Regions from separate parts of the Mus musculus genome. Here region 2 is linked to region 1. Evidence: chromatin contacts called from public promoter capture Hi-C data. All regions are on one chromosome and are shown on one strand. Each heading gives the region's core, a stretch centred on a gene start, on an enhancer-like site or on the middle of the called end of the contact. The rest is flanking DNA. Distances are from core to core; before and after follow the strand shown. Region 1 overlaps Lrp1 (low density lipoprotein receptor-related protein 1). Region 2 overlaps R3hdm2 (R3H domain containing 2).

Region 1 (2,514 bases), core at 5-2,504:
AAACTAATCCAGGGCCATCCCACTCTGAAGGCAGGGCAGGGAGGGAGCCGTTAAGACTCCTGACCTGGGTCAGACACCCTCAGTCAGACCACTGAAAAGGGAGGCCAGGCTGGGGGTGAGGCACAGGGTTGAGGCATGATTTGAGCTGACTTCTGGAGGAGGGAATTTAACTGGGTTCCCGGAAATGGGCAACGTGTGCAGAATGAGTGAGGAGGGTCGAGGAGATCTGAGCAAACCACACCGTCCCAGAACAAACAAGTCATCTGACTTCTGGGAAAGAGGAGTGAAGGGTACAGCCATCTGAGGCTGGCCCAGAAATTGCCACCGTGGGGCGTGTTGGGAAGGTCAGGGCATTCCCCTCTGCACCCTGCCCTGTGTCACACGTGAATCGGGAGGGATCAAAGAAAGGGCCTTGACCTGAGTATCCTCCCAAAGAGGAGGCAAAATGCCCAGGTCCCAGCCATCGACGTGAGGGCATCGAGAGCACACAGGGGTAAGGAAAAAGGATGATGGTCCTGGGTGTCAGGTTCTAGTGTCCCAATCCTGATCCTAAGAGAGACTGGGAAGGAGACAGAGGCTCAGCAGGGCTGAGCTGTGGTTAGGGCTCCGGGGCTCAGAACAGGATAAAAAAAAATGTGAAGGCCTGGCAGGGCCATGTCCTGCTTCCTCCCAGATCTTGACCCTATCTCTTTCCTGTCCCCCAGACCAGTGTTCTCTGAATAATGGTGGCTGTAGTCACAACTGCTCAGTGGCCCCTGGTGAAGGCATCGTGTGCTCTTGCCCTCTGGGCATGGAGCTGGGCTCTGACAACCACACCTGCCAGATCCAGAGCTACTGTGCCAAGCACCTCAAATGCAGCCAGAAGTGTGACCAGAACAAGTTCAGTGTGAAGTGCTCCTGCTACGAGGGCTGGGTCTTGGAGCCTGACGGGGAAAGCTGCCGCAGTCTGGGTAAGACGCAGTGGGGTCAAGGTGAGCCAGCCAAGCAGGCCTGGTCACGCGCCTGAGCTACAGTGGGCTGAAGGCCAGGGCTAGCAGGGACGCTGTATGTATATCCCAGGACAGGGTGGCACAGTGAGTGGCTCTAAGCCCTTCGCTGACCTGAACACTTGCCTCCCTCCAGATCCCTTCAAACCGTTCATCATCTTCTCCAACCGCCACGAGATCAGGCGCATTGACCTTCACAAGGGGGACTACAGCGTCCTAGTGCCTGGCCTGCGCAACACTATTGCCCTGGACTTCCACCTCAGCCAGAGTGCCCTCTACTGGACCGACGTGGTAGAGGACAAGATCTACCGTGGGAAACTCCTGGACAACGGAGGTGACTCTTTGGGCCTGGGAGAGTTGCCAGGATTGTACACAGATGGCACTTGGGTACTCAGGGTCACGGGCCCAGATTCAGGTGGCCCCGGAGCTGAGGCTTCGGCTGCCCATCCCCCGTGTGCCCCCCCTCCCCCAGTTAATTGGGTTGGATTTTGCTGTGGGTCTCAGAGCCTGATGCCCCGTAATTATCGTAAGCATTGCTGCTGCCTGATAATTAACAAAATGATCACCCTTTCTTTGGAACGGCCTGAAGCCTGGTTCCCCAGTCTTGGAATTTTGGGCTTAGAAGGAAAATGCCATGTAGGGATGGACCACCTCTGTCTCGGGGTAGCCTGAGCTACACAGGCTCAGTATTAAGCATCTATTGCGCTGGATACAGCAGTGATCAAGACAGATAGTTTTAAGTTGTGTGTCAGGGAGGGTCCCTGAGCAGAGGCAAGCAAGAGACATGTTTTAATAGAGGAGTTTGTGTTGTTTATTATAAAAGAAACTTGGAAACATCTCAAATGTCCGTCCTCAGGAGAATAGTTACGTAAACTGAGCTGTCGTCACATGACAGTTTCTAAAATAATAAGACACACGGACACATTAGTGTAGAGTGTCTTCAGGACATTCAATGGGTAGTTTCTAGCACGTTCCATCATCCTTATAGTATGTCCAAACATGTTCCCAGAAGCTTCCATCAGCCCTGACCTCCTTGCCCAGGTTACCCCACCTCAGAACAGTACATACTCAAAGTGGCTGACCTCACCCCCTCCTCCAAGAGCCCCCTTTCCCACCTACCTCCCAGGAGGAAAGAGGCCTGGGAGAGGAGAGTGGGAGCCAGGCCCTTCAGCTCTCTGGGCAGAGGTGTCAGGGTGAAGGTGGATCATTGAGGGACCCTGAGATCCATGCCTTCGCCAAGCCCCGGCCCAGGAGTCTCTAACCACCTGCAACCTTCTCTTCCTAGCCCTGACCAGCTTTGAGGTGGTGATTCAGTATGGCTTGGCCACACCAGAGGGCCTGGCTGTAGATTGGATTGCAGGCAACATCTACTGGGTGGAGAGCAACCTGGACCAGATCGAAGTGGCCAAGCTGGACGGAACCCTCCGAACCACTCTGCTGGCGGGTGACATTGAGCACCCGAGGGCCATCGCTCTGGACCCTCGGGATGGGTAAGGACTCTGCCCCACCCCCACCCCCTACCCACCCC
Region 2 (2,514 bases), core at 10-2,509, 150 kb after region 1:
GGAAGATTAAAATCTCCAAGCAGAGAGAGTTTGTTATGAGTGTTACACACATTGCTGGCTCTTGTCAATGCACTATGATAGGTTAGTAAGCAATACAAAAAAAGAAAAACTTCAAAAGATACAAAAGAATAAGACTCTAAGTTATAATAGTGGGCTGGTGAGATGGCTCAGCCATTAAAGGCTAGGCTCTCCTTCTAAAATATGTTACAGCATAAAACTAAAAGAAGATAAAGGGTAACAGGATGTTGGATTGCTTAGTATTTTTTGCTCGATATTTGGCCCATTTAAAATTCTGGATTTGGGGAGGGAAGGTCAAGGCACCTCAATGGCACAGTACATACTTAGTGAACACAAAGCCTTCACGTCAATGCTAGGCACTACCACCCAGCCTGCAAATCAGTTTATTTTAAGAAATGTGGCAGTATTAAGAAATGTGGCAGTATTTTAAGGACTCACCATACACAGGATGCCATATCTATGAGTGAGTACACTCACAGATATCCAGAGGAAGAGGAGTACCATGAGCACAGCACCCAACCGGAAGAGTAAGGAAGGAATGGCTTTCCAGAGGTGGACACCAGAGGCAAATGTCCAAATGACAGAGACAGGAGTAAGGTAGGTTCTTTCAGACAGATAAGGATAAGAAGAAGCGTTACAAACTGGCAGGTTGTCTGTCTTCTTGATGAGTACTGTGTAGGCAGAAGCTCTAGGCTGACCTCAGGAGAAATACCTGCCAACCAGCAGCACCAGTTCCCCAGACAGCACTGCAGTGGGTGCAGCAGCTGGCCCCAAACTGCACATCTTGCCAAATTTAGCTCCAAAGTTCTAAGTTTAGCTCAGAAGTCCTTCTGCATATAAATATTAGATTGGGCCTTGAGAGCAGAGTCTGTAGAATAAAGTTCATACTCCATGGATTTCCCTAAGAAGCTGTGAATGGTGCTGTGGTCTGAGACAGGGTCTCACTTATGTAGGCCTGCATGAACTCATACAGGTCCTTCTGCTTCAGCCTCAGGGCTGGAATTTAAATGTGTGCCAACACGCTAGGCAGGAGCTGTAGATTTTAAATGGCTGTGACATATTAACATAACAAGACCACGGGCCTTTAAGCTGATCAGCAACTCCTCACTTCCTGGTTCTTCCCCCTCCTAGTAACTTCTTCTGTGGATGGCAGGCTCTTCCTGAGCTATCTCAGTCCTCCACAGCCATCCAATTCAGCAAAGCTGAAGGCTCTCAGCACAACCCTTTGTTTACATAAGCCAATCAGGACCAAGTATTGGGCATAAAAAGGGCCCAGGCAGGAGGCCAGACTTCCTCTCCACCTCAGTAAAGCTCTGGCTCCTCTGCTGTCCTGGCTCATTATTCTTCACTGTTTTTAAGACAAGATCCTGGGGCCACTCAGAGTGATTCAGTGGCTGCTGCATTTCTATGGCCATATTTTCTCTAGAATTAAGCCCACCTGAGCAAGGAGATAGCTCTATCACAGTCAAAGACCCCCACAACATGGAGAGCTAAGGCAGAACATGTAAATCAGAACAATGGTAGGGAGCCCATGCCTAGAACTCCAGCACTCTGGAGGCTAAGGCAGGAGGAGGCCACGAGTCAGAGTCTGAAAATAAAGCAATCAAACTACAACAAAAGCCCAAACAGGCATGGTTGTGCACACTGGATGAAAAAGAGATAGAGGAGAGGGAGAGGGAGAGGGAGAGGGAGAGGGAGAGGGAGAGGGAGAGGGAGAGGGAGAGGGAGAGGGAGAGGGAGAGGGAGAGGGAGAGGGAGAGGGAGAGGGAGAGGGAGAGGGAGAGGGAGAGGGAGAGGGAGAGGGAGAGGGAGAGGGAGAGGAGAGGGAGAGGGGGGAGAGGGGGGAGAGGGGGGAGAGGGAGAGGGAGAGGGAGAGGAGGGGATGGGAGGGCTGCTGCTCCTAAGTATGGTGGAGGAGAAAGTTTATTATCAATATAAGGGAGACCTAACCAGAGGGACAAACATCTAAGAGAGTTCAGAGTGGTCACTACCCTGAACCATATGGGGAGAGGAGGAGAGGAAGGGAAGAGAGAGGGAGGGATCAGGTACAGCAGCCAGGAGGCCAAAGGTCAAAGGAAGGGCAGCCCAGCCCCTGGACTGGAGAGTTCAGAGTAGAGGACAGGGTGTGCCAACCATGCTCTTTAACAGTAGGACAGCGGAATGCTGGGAGAACATGGAGGCCTGGTCCACTCTGATAAGTTAATTAGGCATTCCCTACTAACAGACACCTGGCCTTAGCCCTTAGGTGGCTGGAGTCGGAGGACTTAGAATTTAAGGTTGGGGTGGCTACACAGTAAATCTGAGGCTTATGTAGTGAGTTTCTCTACAAAACCAGAAATAACAAACCCAAACCAACCAAAAGATAAATGATGGTCAAAAAGGAGAAAAGATAATCTTTCAGAGTGCATGTTCATAGACTGGCCTTTGAGATTACTTCTGGAATGCTGGGATTAAAGGTGTGTGCCTCAGAACCTGGCAATGATGCTTAAGACGCAT

What was found. Capture Hi-C pulls out chosen DNA fragments and counts their contacts.
Region 2: a contact with region 1 is called in a promoter capture Hi-C map of adipose tissue. The contact joins two enhancer-like sites. A contact is called at or near these places in 1 of 115 datasets of contacts at active chromatin or transcription factors (pancreatic cancer cells) and 2 of 9 other capture datasets (adipose tissue and liver).

What each region holds. Positions count from the first base shown.
Region 1 is chr10:127,575,246-127,577,759 of GRCm38.p6, reverse strand. Lrp1 (low density lipoprotein receptor-related protein 1) reads left to right here. Exons shown (of 89, transcript NM_008512.2): 23 at 705-950; 24 at 1,123-1,320; 25 at 2,272-2,476. Among named protein-coding and RNA genes, the nearest start is that of Gm16217, 20 kb to the left of the region's middle. Within about 2 kb of position 1,254, at least 44 of the 459 cell types and tissues checked have an H3K27ac peak or open chromatin away from gene starts, as enhancers often do. A contact at or near this core is called in adipose tissue and liver, where this site is marked.
Region 2 is chr10:127,425,581-127,428,094 of GRCm38.p6, reverse strand. The region is part of intron 2 of R3hdm2 (R3H domain containing 2); the gene reads right to left. Among named protein-coding and RNA genes, the nearest start is that of Gm23819, 22 kb to the right of the region's middle. Within about 2 kb of position 1,259, at least 84 of the 459 cell types and tissues checked have an H3K27ac peak or open chromatin away from gene starts, as enhancers often do. A contact at or near this core is called in adipose tissue and liver, where this site is marked.